Regions from separate parts of the Mus musculus genome. Here region 2 is linked to region 1. A link is a contact called in public capture Hi-C data. All regions are on one chromosome and are shown on one strand. The core of a region is the stretch at or near the end of the contact, and the rest is flanking DNA. Distances in the headings are between cores, read along the strand shown.

Evidence for each region. Capture Hi-C pulls out chosen DNA fragments and counts their contacts.
Region 2: a contact with region 1 is called in a capture Hi-C map of macrophages, with 4 times the contacts expected there. The contact joins the promoter of Srd5a2 here to the promoter of Capn13 in region 1. A contact is called at or near these places in 2 of 39 promoter capture datasets (embryonic stem cells and stem cell-derived epiblast-like cells) and 3 of 9 other capture datasets (adipose tissue, liver and macrophages).

The regions. Positions count from the first base shown.
Region 1 is chr17:73,393,001-73,400,658 of GRCm38.p6, reverse strand. Capn13 (calpain 13) reads left to right here and starts at 1,363. Exons shown (of 23, transcript NM_001033444.2): 1 at 1,363-1,486.
Region 2 is chr17:74,042,563-74,049,753 of GRCm38.p6, reverse strand. It overlaps Srd5a2 (steroid 5 alpha-reductase 2), which reads left to right and starts at 1,894. Exons shown (of 5, transcript NM_053188.3): 1 at 1,894-2,207. The coding sequence starts at 1,927.

The DNA of each region.
Region 1 (7,658 bases), core at 114-2,613:
GATTAGCAAACAGCCCCTTCATCTCAGCCATTCTAAATTCTCACAGCTGGACTATCAGCAAAAGGGACTTATCTTCTGACATCAAACACTCCATCAGGGGACATTTCCCTTTGAACTCAGTCACTCAGTGAATACTATAAGGACAAGGACTCTTGCTTTTAGGAGTAAAAATATTTCATGAAATGAGAGAAGAAGATCAGTAAGCCAGAAAAAAATAAACCAATTATTTTCCTAGAGGCACTATCTTAATATATGGTGGGGCTTTCTAAAACATTTTCTCTCTGCTCTTTTTTTTTTTTTCTGATATTGATGGCTTTCAACTGTTTTTAACTGCGTATTCAATCAGTAAAATTATTTGGAGCATGTACCACAAGCGTGCCTTTTTGTGCACTCTTATTCATAGTTATAGAAAGTGTGCTGTTTGTTGTGTTTTTTAGTGAAAATTCTAATAGAGCGTGCCCCGATAAACAAACAATATTCATTTCATTGATTGGTAAATTAAGGCTTAAGGGAAGGGGCTTCCCTAGATCTGCTAGTCAGAAGTTGTAGGGATGGTTTCAAGCCCACTGTAAGTCAAGCCATGACCAACCTTCTAGCTTACCCACTCTCTAATCTGTCTCCCATGGGCAGTCTAAGCCACATCTCTCAAGTGGTCACATTCTTCCTTCCATGTTCCAAATCCCCTTCTTCCCATCCCTATCAGTTTGCGAACAGACGTTCGTGTTCATTTCTGGTGAGTTCCACGTTTGTCCTTCCTTGCCCATTTTTCCCCATTACCTCCTATAACCCAGGCTGAACTGCAGTATCAGGGTTTTGCAACCAGGAGGCATGAGCTTCCCAGGCCCCATCCATTTTCCCACACTCCATTAAGCAGAGTTGATGCAGAGTCCATTTGCGGGTCTCACCATGCCCAGGGGTTAATGTATTCTGAAATTTATTTGTAAAAAGAAAATGTGTTCTTCAGCGGAAGGAGCATGAGATGTGACTTGCTCAGAGTGACCACTCCTGCCAGGGAAGACAGGGTGCTTGAGCTTCCAGAATGAGGACATAGGAGAGCTGTTTCCCTGGTTTTGTAAAATTACAGGAACAAAGTAAAGATGGAGCCATGTGAATACTCGAAAACAGTGAAAATCCAAGTCAGGCAGGCAAGAAATCAGTAGGTGTGTCAGAAGTGAGGTAGGATCAGGTAGGGATGGAGTCAAAGAGACTGGTAATCTGGGAGATCTCCCTGTTGAAAGCTAATACAACCCCCCCCACCCCCGTTTCTGTCTCCCCAGAGCCAAGGCTGAAAATACTGTTTAACTAAGGTGGGGCTGCAGTGCCAGCTGCACCTATATAAGGAAGTAACTGAGAGGAAGAAGCAGGCAGAACCTAGTACTGCCAGTTCCCTTGTATTCCCTCCAAAGGAACAGAGGTCTCCTCCACCGTCCCCTCTACCTCTCTCCAGGCCTCAAGACTGCTTGGCCAGTACAACTGCCTCATACTGGTGAGTTTCCTTCAGGAACACTGCTCAGGGTGCTACTCTATTGGATGCACCTGCAGAGGACACAGGTGAAGTGCAGGCAGCCATCTCTCAGGCTCTGGACCGAGGGAATCCTCCCACCATTCATGAACCTATGTGCTTCCCAGAAACCTTCCTGATGCTGGTTCTGGGTGCTGTGCCAGGGCTATGATGCAGGATTCAGGGGCTCTAAAAACCAGGCCTTTTCTATGCACCAAGTTCAAAGAGATTGATGCTTGGAATACTCAGGGGGAGGGGGAATTATGGTCCAAATACATGGTATTGAAAATCTATTTTCAACTTTTAGAAACTATTAGAGACAAACAGAAGATGAGTTTCATAGAGAAGCTTATCCCAATTTTGCCATGGGTCTTGGTCACTTAGTCACCTTTGCCTTTCATTCATACAGAGTCACAACCTTGAAGTTATGGTTGACCTTAAGAACATTCAGATGACAGAAATCATGACTTTCCTTCTCCTTCTCCTTCTCCTTCTCCTTCTCCTTCTCCTTCTCCTTCTCCACCTCCTTCTCCTTCTCCTTCCCCTTCTTCACCTCCTCTCCTTCTCCTCCTCCTTCTTTAATCTTTCTTTTGTGCCTACACAGGTATAAATATATGTGCTTGTGTGTGCACAAAGTTAAAAGGTCAATTTGATGTCTACCTTATTTATTTACTTATTTATTGTGTGTGTGTATGTGTGTGTGTGCATGTATACAGAAACAAGGGACCAACTTTAGATGCTTCATCAGGAGCTTCCTGCTTTGTTTTATGAATCAGCATCACTGGAACCCAACACTCAATGCTTCTGCTAGAACAATGGACAGTGAGTCCCAGGGACCTGCCTGTCTCTGCCTCTTTATAATCTCTGTTAAGATAAGTATATGTCACCAGGCCCAGCTTTCTACATAGATGCCAAGACTCAAAGTTGGATCCTCATGCTTTTGTGGCAAGCACTGTACTAACTGCCTAGCCCAGTAATCATGAGTTCTGTTTCCACTGATGATAGCTCCAGCAGTGTAGTTATTCAGTTTGTATTCACTAAAGGAAAGCACAGATCCCAGACACTGTTTTCTAATAATCTGGTGTACTAGCCCTAAGGTTGAAGTTGGGAAAGGTCTGAGCTCAACACAAAAGGCAGGTCACTACCACTGTGGAGGTTCTGGGAGCCTCCATCACCTCCTGCAGTCATAGTCACATAAGTGCCTCTGAGGCTGCTGAAGTTATCCTGTCTTAGAGATGTGATGCTGTTGTCAGGGAGACACTTCCAGCTGCTTAGGTCAACCTCAAACTTCCCAAATTAGAACAAAGGCAGATTTCGCTTTATGCTTAGAATGGAGTCACAAAGGACAGGTAGACCTCTGTTTATCCCCTAGAGGCATTGACTGGATCTTTAGTCAGCATACTCTCTTGAATTTCCCTACTGTGTACTGAGGCTCCACCCCATTACTTCCTAGGGAGAGGGGAGGCACCAGGAATATACAAAGTCTTATTTATGACTATATGAATGATGGGGTATAGTAAATGTGCTACTTGTGTAATGGGCAAGTGTTTAAAGTAGTGTAAGCTCATTATTCCTAATTTGTAGATGGAGAAGGTTGCTGTTAAGCTCCTACTAAATGTAATGACAGATCTAGAGTTCTGTCACATCTTGTTTTGTGCTCTGGTTCCTTGGTTGTGTTGAGTGACCCTCTTAAACAAACACCACAGTAGAGAAGGCTCCACAGGGAAGCGCACAGTGGAATGGCTTCCTCATTGGCACCAAGGGCAAATTTTGTGCCCTTCGCTGTCTTATCTGTTGGAAGTGTTCCCGTTTTCTCTTCACTTCAGATGTGATAGCCTTCCTACCACGTCCCTCTCAAGACTGAAAGTTTAGGTGAGGTTGTAAGCAAAGGATTTAGCAGTACACAGGTTGTGATTATTGCTCAGGAAAGCTGAGTCCTGTAGTGAGTGTACTTTATCTTAACCTCCCTATGAAGTGGCTACTGAAAATGATTAAGTGTTACAGTACTAACAGGTTAGGAGCTACCATCCCAGGGCAGCAAGAGTGAAGGCAATGGGAAGTAACAAGAGAATGACGGGAAAAAAGAAAGCCACCCATCCTGCTTCTCTTTACAGAAAGACATGGCCAGACACTTATCATTGAACTAGTTGTAGATCCTGTCTTTCCTTGCATAGAGACGAGGAAACGTGAAGCACACTTTGGCTCCCCTACTTTCCTTGGTCAGATGAACTCACTTTTCTGCATGCCTAGCTGTGTTATCTCATTCCTTGCCCTACACTGAGAAACCTATATCTAATCTTTGAGGGTTGGCACCTCATCCGAGTCCTGAAGCAATTAGCAGAGGCACTTCCTTGTCTTTGGTAGAAAAAGGAAACCAAAAAGACTGAGTATCTTAGTTTTTGTTGTGTTGTTGTGAAAGAATACTCTAACAAAAGCAATTTAAAGTGGGAAAGGAATTACTTTAGATCATGGTTCAATTCAATGTTATTGTCCCTCATTTTGGAAGAAGTCACAGCAACAGGAACTTGAAGTTACAATTCACATTATGTCTACAGTTGGAGGATGACAATAAATAACTGTGTGTTAGTACTCAGCTAACTTTTTCTACTCTTGTACAGTCCAGAATCCTCTGCCTAGGGAATAGTTACACCCACAGTGGGTGTGTCTTCTTACTTGAATTAAGATAGTCAAGATAACCCTCCATAAACATACCCAGAGGCCCATCTCCCAGGTGGCTATAACCTTTGTCAGCAATACAGTTGACAACAACCGTTCATACTCAGCACAGAGGTGCATGACTGAAATGAGCCATCTTCCAGAGTCTGAGGCCCCCTTGAGCTATATAAGATCTGTCTCCAAACAAAACAAAACAGACAAACAAGAAAGTGACAGAGACAGAGAGAGAGGCAGGGAGGGAGGGAGGGAGGGAGAGAGAGAGAGAGAGAGAGAGAGAGAGAGAGAGAGAGAGAGAGAGATTAAGATTCTCAATTCTCAAAAGACAAGATAACATGTAAGTTCAAAAAGAACTAAGTGATCATTTTGATATTTTATTAATTAGCAAATAAGGATTCTGTTGGCATGATGTTAGCAGGTTATTTCCCAGGGATCACCTCTTTCACCCCTGAGAGAACCATGAGGGTTTCAGATAGACGGGCCTAGACCATGCCCTGAGTGTTTGGAACAAGTCAGCTGGTGTGCATACCAAAGCTCTAAAATTTCACACAGTAGAGCATGCAGCAAGACAGCCAAAAGAAATCCTCGGGCTATAAGAAGCCCAGAGTACAGTTTGGCTTCTCTGCCATGCTCAAGACTCTGCCCACCCTACCCCAACCCATATTCACACCCCCTTTTGAGACATAATCTTCTTTTGAGACTTAATCTCGTGTAGCTCAGGCTGACCTCAGACTCTTGGTTAGGTACGTAAAGATGGCTTTGAATTTCTGATCCTCCTTCAAGTCCTGAAATTACAAAAAGAGATTACAGAAAGCACTGCCATGCTAAGTTTACCTAAGGTTTTGTGCATGGTAGGCAAATGTTTTACCAACTGAGCTGCATGCTCACCTTCATCTCTGCCTCTTGAATAGTGTTGTCTAAAACACAGTACATAGAGAGAGAACCAGCAATCAAGTATCAGTAATAAAGGAGACACAGAGAGAGTGAGAGAGAGAGAGAGAGAGAGAGAGAGAGAGAGAGAGAGAGAGACTAAGACACTCAAAGCAGCATTACAGCATTTGACTTCTAAGAACTGGGAGCTCTTCAGGATAATGGGTTGATGACAACATTTGGACTTGCTGCCTACTACTCTTCCCTTACTTGGAGGGTCATGACTCATGTCTGTATAAAAAACGCTATGAAAAGGCCAGAAGAAAGACAATTGAACCCACCACCACTTCCACTATTGAATGCCCATAGAAAACACTGCTTTCAACCATGGCACTTGGGGGTGAACCTGGATCTTCTGCCTTGATCCCTGAATTCTCAAGGGAATTTACTATGTTCTATTTTTTTCTTTTGCATAGTTGGGTTTTTTTGCATAAAAATTGCTCAACACAATGAGAAACTGAGAAGCATGTAGAAAGTTCATCAACTTGCAGAGCTCAGTCTCCCAGTAAACAGCAGGGAAAGTTCAGTGGGTCCTGGTTCCTCATTTTCATGATGAAGACAGCTAAATGTAGGATGCATAGTGGGCCTTTTAACCTTCTGTAGCTGTGATACATTCAAAATACATCTGTGAGCTAATTCGTTCAGTTCCCGCATTGACCCAGAAACAGTCTAACTGTCTTCGTTTGTTTAAATCTATATTTATTGCTTATATCCAGCAATGGATCCAATTTTTTAAAGATCCAGTATAGAGTACAAAGTAAGTTTGTCCCACTGCCTCCCCATCTGGTGGAGTCATACGTGGGAAGAATACTGTGTAATATCACAAATATCCTCCAACTAGCTGCAGGGTGGCATTAAGGCCAGCTCTGAAATCCCCAACATCCTTGAAACACTTAAGGTGCCATGTCTTGGAGGAGTAGTTCAGAGCTTTCTGAATCAACTGATCCCAAATGTTCTGGTAGACTTCTGTGCATATGGACCACCTTGGGGCCCTGTTCTAGTACCATTGTTTCCCTTGAACCTGTGCATGAAGTCTATCTGCCCACTCAGTGTGGTTGCTTTCCACACATGGAAACAGAGCCCCTGGGGCTCCCTGGCAACCTCTGTTGTTTTGAAAGGTGGTACAAGCAACAGAAAAGTCATGACAGTACCCCCACCTCTTCTCAGGGAGAGAGGTTAATGCTTACCTATCCTCTTGGGGCCTGTCCTGTCCATATCCATCCCAGTAGGAAAATGGCACGGTCCCCTTGGTTGAAGTGCCCTTGGCTGTTGGTCCTGCTTATTCCTCTTCATGTTAGGAAGGGCCAGATAGGGTCAGTGTTGAGCTGGGCTTCCAGTCCAGGGTTCTACCACACACTTGTGAGTCTAACACTAATCTCAAATATCCAAAATAGCCAGACCACAAGGTGGTATGTCAGGCCAACTGGGAAGAGGTCTACACCCAAACCATTTCTTTCTACTACTGTTTTTCCTTCTTACCCACAATCCTTCTCACAAGTAATCTAGCCCCACTTGGAAATCCTAGGGCTGGGGAGTGTGAATGGATGAAGAAAGGCACTCAGGCTGCCTTAGAGGCTTTGCTACCCTTCCAAGCTTGCTTGTCTCTGCCTTCCCTCCCTCATTACCATAGTCACACTCAAATTTATATATGTAGACTCATGTTCTAAGTCTGTTCTCTTTTGTATTGCTCTTTGACACACTTAATATAAAAGTTTTGTTTTCTGAAGACTTTAGTCCTCCCAGTGGTCCACACCTTGTCCCTGACCCCAGAGATGTGGCCTAACCTACATGGAAATGTGGCTTAGAACCTGGGACTATCATTAGGTATCCTAGATTGCTTCTCAGGAAAGGGTTATGGTTCCCTTGGTCAAAGTGCCCTTGGCGGTTTGTTCTGCTTATTCTTCCTCTTTATGTTAGAAAGGGCCAGATAGGGTCAGTGTTGGGTCAGGCTTCCAGTCCAGGGCTCTACTGCACACTTGTGAGTCTAACACTGGCCTCAGATGCCTAAAATAGCCAGGCCACAAGTTGGTATGTCAGGCCAACTGGGAAGAGGCCCATACCTTCTAACTTCACTGACTTTTCTCCTCCCCTATGTTGAAGCCAGAGGCAGAGATATAGTGGTAGGCAGTATCCTTCAAGAATTCCATCTTGGGGTGGATCACAGGAAATGTGTCTGCTTTCCAGGCTATACTTGAATGCTTGCTGTGGAGATGGGGCAGTCCTGGTGTTTCACAGATTCAGTACATAGGCTAACACAGGAGAATATGGGCTAATACAGAATGCCCAGGCCCCGCAGATCTTGTCCTTCCTGCATCTTGTCACTGCATGCCTTTGGTCTCTTCTCCATAGTTCCAGCTCCCACTGGGTGACTGTCTCTGGCTCCTTTTCTGTATCTGAACTCTTTCTGTCTGGGTTTTTTTTTTTTCTCTGTGTGCTCTCCCTGCCTTTGTCTGCATTTCTCATCTATTCTCTCTTTGTTTCATGTCAATGAGAGACTAAGAAGAAAGGCCAAAGGGTAATCTTTTAAGAATAAGTGGATTATATAAATATGACC
Region 2 (7,191 bases), core at 645-3,144, 650 kb before region 1:
GTTCTGGTTATGACACCATGACTTCCATAGCTCTCTGAGCCAGCAAGGCAGCCTCCTAAGGTGACTATGGTTACTGAAGGTGGAGAAGAGGTAGCAATCAAAACCCAGAGGGAGAATTTGGGTAAAGTGTAGGAGAAGATAAACTGGTTAAATTGGAAGCCTTTGGAAGGCATCTGAGTGGTGAGTGCAGTTCTGACACTTGGGGTTTCTGCTGACAATCTAGATATGAGCATCTTTAAGGAACAGGTAGGAACTCAGAAGTTAGGGTCAAACCTATAGAAAACCTGTTTAAACTGCAGGGAGCTGCTGAGCTATCAACACCTGGCTATTTCCTGGAAAGTGCTCCAGTCGGTCTGAGTGTTTCCTGCGTGATGATCGGTTTCAAGCAAACATGATTGTTATTTTAGTTTTAATGCAGCAGGGCGATGGTTATTACTTCTTGGTCAGCAAGAAGAGGATGCCCTGGATCAATAATGAATCCCCATTTGTCAGAGGAAACTTCCCTAATCTGGAACAGACGGATATATGCATTGTTTCAACCAGTTCCAGGACTGGTTGGAGTGGATGGGGAAGTAAGAATGATCCTACAATAGGTGAGCTGGAATTAAGGAGTGAGAAATAAGGGGACGGTGGGGGGGATGGGTGGGGGAGGCAGGGCAGAGAAAGCGTGGTGAGCTGTGCCCCCAACAGGGACGGGGGTGGGTGGTGGAAACAGGTCCTAAGTAATCAAAGATGAGACAAGAAGATGGAAGACTGAAGGGACCAGCAGTATGGGAAAGGGTTGTGGGGTGAGAAGATGTTAGGTCAAAATAGAGAGCAGAGGAAGGAGGGGAGAGGGGAAGAAGGAGCAGCTAAGGAGGGCTGTCTCGGAAGCAAAATAGAGATAGGGGAATGGAAGTGGGCTGGGGTGTGTGGAGGTTGGGGAAAGAGTGGGAAAAACGTAAGCGGGAAAAGAATCCGGTCCGGTCCGGTGTGCGGAATGCTGTGTGCTGGGTGCTTAGAGAGCATCGTCACCATTCTATGGAATCCAGCTCAAGCGCTTCAGAACTGGGAAAACGCTCTAGAGAACGCCGAAACTTTAGGCAGAGTTTGTGCCAGCTTTGGAGGAGCCTGGGGGTGGGGCGGGGTGTTGTATGAGTTTTCAGAATCTTTGCCACAGGGCTAACCAGAACATGTGAGGGACAAACTTTTCTCCAAGGCTGGCGACCCTGAGACCCAGGAGGAATTTGGGCGTTTACCCTAAAAGCTGGCTGGCACCTGCCTGAGAGGTGGAGGGAAGGTCGTAGTGTGGCCGTAGCTGTAGCTAGCAGGCATGCAGAGTAACAGAGGAGAGGAGGTCCCAGTACATAGAGAGAATGGTGGGGTTTCAAAGTACCAGAATGCCAAGCCCAGGACGGGAGGAAGGATCTGGCTTTGGATAGAAACTGAGGGGAGTGGAGAAGCATGGACAACTGCTGCAGGTGGAAAGTCCTGCCAGGGAGATCCATGGTGGGCACTGCCTGGCGACAGAGCTGAGGGTGTGCGTAAGGGATGGAGAAGCCCCAGTGCTTTGGTGAACGAGGATCAAGGCATCTTAGGGCCACGTATGGAGGACAAGAACTAAAATCAAAGCAGACAGAGGGCACAGGTGGAGAGGGAAGCCCCCACCCCCCAAAACACTGTCTGTCTCTACAAAAGTTTCAGTTCTGTGTCCCAGCTGAAGTCAAAAGAACCAGACGGGAGAAATGGGCATTGTGGCTAAGCAGAGCCAGGGCGGGCTGCGCCAAGGTGGGAGGCACGCGGAAGGGGGGGTGGGGTGGGGGAGGGCTATAATGGGGAGGGAACCCTGGTCCGAGGGGCGGACACGGGGTGGCGTCTGGCGCTCCATAAAGGGGCCCGCGCTCTCCACCAGGCGGGCAGCAGCTACCAGCTGTGAACACAGGCGAGATGCCGATTGTGTGCCATCAGGTCCCGGTGCTGGCAGGTAGCGCCACATTGGCCACCATGGGGACCCTGATCCTGTGCTTTGGGAAACCCGCCAGTTACGGGAAACACAGCGAGAGTGTGTCGTCGGGAGTTCCCCTCCTGCCCGCACGCATAGCCTGGTTCCTGCAGGAGCTGCCTTCCTTTGTGGTGTCGGTAGGGATGCTCGCTTGGCAGCCGCGCTCCCTCTTTGGACCTCCGGGGAATGTGCTGCTGGGTCTCTTCTCCGCACATTACTTCCACAGGTTAGCGTTTTTCTCCACAGAGCATACCTCCCTGCTCGGCTCCAGCGCGTGGACTAACGTCGAGGGGCAGCGCGAAGAGTGGGGAGGAGCGCAGAGTAAGGCAGGTTTGGAGCTCCAGGCAGGGACTTCAGGCTGGAATCCCCAGGGTTGGGAAGCACCAGTGGCACAGGAGATGCCTTCGATGTCTCCTGGGCGCCCCTCGGATGCTCCAGTAGCTGCGAGGATGGGTGGATGAAGCTGGAGAACTCAGTTTGGGCAGATGCCATCGGCCAGGGTCCTTCAATCTCCAACTGTGCGCCTTGCTCTGTCTCATAGACCTCACCTTTCTCTGATAATGCCAGGTCCAGTTGGTTCAGGGACTCGGGGAGGTGATAAACTCTGGAACTCTCAGAAGTTCTTCTGATCAGTTTGGTCTTTGTGTGACTGAGGAAGGAAGCGGGCAGAGTCCACCTCCCATCTATAGAGGAGAAGAGAATAGAGAGGATTGTGTTTAGACACGACTCCTAAGAAGCCGAGCTCACTGACGACTGATTTACCTTCCCAAGACCTTCAGGACTTAGAAGTGAGCCAGGCAAAGCTGACCGAGAGCTCAGGCGTTCTAGATGAAAAAAAAATCTGAGTTCAGAAATTTGCCTTTTTGTGGTGGGAGGAAAAGACAGGAAAGCGATCAAAGAGGTACCGAGAATCCAAGGACTGTGCAATCTCCAGAAGAGACCCCAGGGCAAGTAGGCGGACCACTGAAGCACCTCTGTGACCTGTTAGCATCTGTCCTTTTGTTTGGGTTCACTGTAAAAGTGGGAGATGTCTTTGATATGCCCACTGGACAGTCAAAGAAACCAAGGCTCAGGAAGGTTATGTAATTGAAGGCGACACCCCTGATATCTGTCAGGATGACCAGCTAATTCCCAAGGAATACTTTCCGTTCCAGGCCCCCAGTCCTTGATAGATTCTTCACACAGGTAACTAACAGGGGAGGGAGCTTAAGCAGCTAAGGGCTGCCAGAGGCTGACTGTGCCTTGTGGAGCAGAGAATTCCTCCCTCGGGTCGGGTCGGAAGATCAGATCAATTTAGGTAAGAAATTAGATTTAAAAGGAAAAGAAAAAAGCCTACGGGGACCCAAGGCAGAATTTTCTCTCCATTAACACATCATTTCTAGGAAAGGAGGAGCCAAAAGTACAAATTTCAATCTGCCTCTTTTAGCCCCCATCCAGAGGATCTTTATTGGTCAATATTTAGTAATCATGCAGTGTTAATATGGAATTCTCATTCGTTAAGAAAGTTAAGTATTGACAAGTAGTAATACATTTATGTATTAGTTATCCAATAAATATTTGCAAAAAGCCTCTTGTGTACAAAGACCCAGGGTAGTTATCATTTTATTTGATACAGATGTACAGAGAGAAGGATCCAGGTTGCAGGAGATAAAAAGGCAAGCATTTGATTTTGCTTGTTTGGAAATAGATATTGGACAAGAAAATGTGGTTTTATGGACATCTATTCTTTTTTTTTTAAAGATTTATTTTATTTATATGAGTACACTGTAGCTGTCTTCAGACACACACCAGAAGAATGCATCAGATCTCATTACAGATGGTTGTGAGCCACCATGTAGGTGCTGGGAATTGAACTCAAGACCTCTGGAAGAGTAGTCAGTGCTCTTAACCACTGAGCCATCTCTCCAGCCCCTGGACATCTATTCTTATCTCCAAATATACTACTGTCAGCTTTACAGACACTTTTGTTTTTAGGCAAGGTTTCACTTTGTAGCCCTTACTAGCCTAGGCTTGATAAATAAGAACCTCCTGTCTTTACCTCTATAGTGCTGGTTTTAAAGGCATACGCCACCACAGCCTGGCTATAAAGTCTTTTTTTTTTTTTTTTTTAAAGTGAGGCCATTTCATATAGAAAAACTATGCATGCTTTCTGAAAACCCTATGAACACAATTTTTAGATTAAAAAAAGGCTTTTTGTGCAACAAAAATATGACCAGTGCCCTTTAAAATAAACGAGGAAGTAATTGTCTGTAAAACAAATATGTACACGTTGTCCCTCATCTTCAGAGGAACTTTTAAATGTCTTAGTAAAGAGTTTGGGGGCATGATTCTGAGACAGCTTTGCTTCCTGACTTACTTGTCTCTAACTCACCAGGACAGGATACTTGTGGACTTTTCCACCCATGTTTCTGCTCTTCTTCTGAGGCCCCTGAGCACTTCCTAGATGTTACACTCTGTAGCAAACAGTCCATGTAATGTAGGTATTGGTCCTTATACCAACCGGTTAGGTGGGGACTGCAGTCACCTCCATTCTGCAGATGGGACACTGGAACAAAAGGCAGGCTATGTTCAGTAAGCTGCCCCAGCCACAGGGTGGTTTTGGAGACCCAAAGCTGACACTTGGGCTCTCACTACAGTGGCAGACTTTTTCTTGATTTTTAAAAGCCATAGGCTTCACACCATTCTTGGTTTAGTCACACAAGGCAGTGGATGCTTGCCCAAGCCAAGACTGGACATTCGAAGAGTAGAAGTACACTTTTAATATGTAAGTACATTATTCATGTAAAAAAAAAACCATGTCTGTCATCCTTTATAGTTGTTAACATTATTTCACATAGGTTTCTTCTGTTGAAATATATACTCCTGCCTGATTAACATTTTGGAACTTTCAAAATTAATGGTGTGTGTGTTTCTTGCAAGGCATACTCCAGGCTAGCTGGGCCAAGAGTGTGTAGGAAATTCTGTCCCTACCTCATCTTAAGTTAGGGTTCTGAATTACAGATATTATTGCATTGGCTTTTTATGTGGGTTCATAAGACGCAAACTCAGGGTATCAGACTTAATGTCCTACTGACCCATCTTCAGAGACTTGCTAACATTTTACAATATGTATCTCTCTACATTATTACACATTCTTAGAGCATATTTTCCTAGTGTCTGTTTTGCATTTAACCTCAGCTAAAAGCCACGATTTACCTACCTATTCACTGATAGCTGAACGACTAACTTGACTCCTTTTGGAGATAGGTTAGATGAAAAAGCTGCGCATTTTGCACCTAAATTCATTTCAGTAGCTAACTTAGTCAGTGAGCTCCGGCTTGTAATTTGTGAAGTTCTGAATTCAAACTGAAGCACTGAAGGAAAAAATAAAAAATAATAACAATTTAAAAAAAAAAAGAATTCCAGAAGTTAGAACTCTGTGAAGAGTCTTTAGGCTCCTGGTACAAATATTCCTGGAGGATTCAGGATTCATCAGCTTGGGAACAAGAATGAAGTTCTTAGGAGGATAAAAGGTTCAGGTTTGGTTCAAGTTCTTTTGCAAAGTGTCCCTTGGGGACTGTTCAGTACCATAAGCTATTCTACGGTGTGGGTGTTAAAGCTCAGTCCACTTCCCTTAGTAGAAGGGTATCGCATTAGAATAAATCCCATGAGAACAAGCTCTTATTTTTCTCCTGTATCATTTCTTTGCACGCTGTGCTCCTGGGGCAAAGTGTTGGCACACAGCAGACACTGAATGGATGAATGAGCTCCTCTGACCAGCAGCAACACATGGCATTGTGGGAGTGCTGGCAATCACTGAGGAATTATCGCTGAAGTTGCATAACCAGGTTACTTTATTTCAGAGTCTATTGTGGTGGGTGTTTAGCCACGTGGAAATGACTGCTGCCTAAGCATGCTGTCTGACCCAACTGGCAGAGCTGTCTCACCTCCTGCTGACCTCCATGCCAGCCTTGGAATGGCTCTTTGTCCAATTTCTTGTATTGGTATTCTCTTTCACAGGAACACTTGGTCTCCTACACTGTAGCCAGTGCTATACTTAAGTACCTGTCATAGCTGGTACCCTTTTGAAGATTTGCTGGTTACCTCAATAGGAATAAAGTGACTGAAAAAGAGAAAAGAATTCCTCCCCCCCTCAAAAGGTTAGAAGGAGCCGGGTAAGGTGGTGCCTGCCTTGAATCTTAGCATTTGGGAGGCAGAAGCAGGAAGCTCTCTTGGTGTTTAAGATCACTCTGACTGAGGCCAGCCAGGGCGCAGTGTTCAACCTTGTCTCAAAACAAAACAACAATAAAAGGTTAGAACCTGTTGGGCTGTGACATGCACACATTAGAGTCTTTGGAATTCCAAGAGATTCGAGATGGTTTCCCCAGTCAGCTAAGTAATAAAATCTTTAATAAAGTCCTTGTTGCTTTTTCCACTGATTCCCCGGCAGTGCAAATGTCTCTTTGATGAGAGACTCAGGCTAAGCATTATTTCTTCCAAGAAGCTGCAACTGAACCACTATTTGCCTGTGACCCTATTCTGACTCTTCCCAAAGGCCCTTTGCACATGGATTAAAATCTATCCTAAGAAGACTTAGTCCTCATCTTTCCAACTCTCAGAACCCCTGCCTCTGCTTCCTAACATCTACGTTTTACAGCAGCCATGCACCAGGGGTTGAGCTGCCGAGCAGCAAAGTGAGGTTTTGACCCGAGTCTTCCTGGCTATGTCAGTGGGTCACTTGTCATCTGTGAGGTGCAGAGGGTCTTGGTGTTCAGAAGCAGGCAGCCTAAGGAGACTTTTACCGGCTGAGAATCAGTGAAAACGAATGTCTATTGATGATGATAGACAAATCCCCATTCTTCCAGATTAAGGAGATGTAAATGAGATAAGCATGTTCATGGGTAGGTGCTGAGAAGATTTATAACACGTAATATTTCCTAGTTAACATTCATTGAAAGAATATTTACAATGAGAATCAGCAGACTTTATTGATTTTTAATTCCTAATTTTTAGACAGAATCTTAAGGTAGCTCACACTCCTGCCTCAGCCTCTTGAGTGCTGTGAGTATTGTTGGCCCATCCCTGACCACAGCCAACTTGAAAGTCAGATGTAATCATTTTAGGTGTTGCAGCTGTTTGGTCCTTCTGTTACAATAGATGGCCCCCTGTTTGTGGTGTATCAAAAAGCAGCCGAGGTGGATATTCTGTGAGCAAAGGAGTGTATGTGCTTA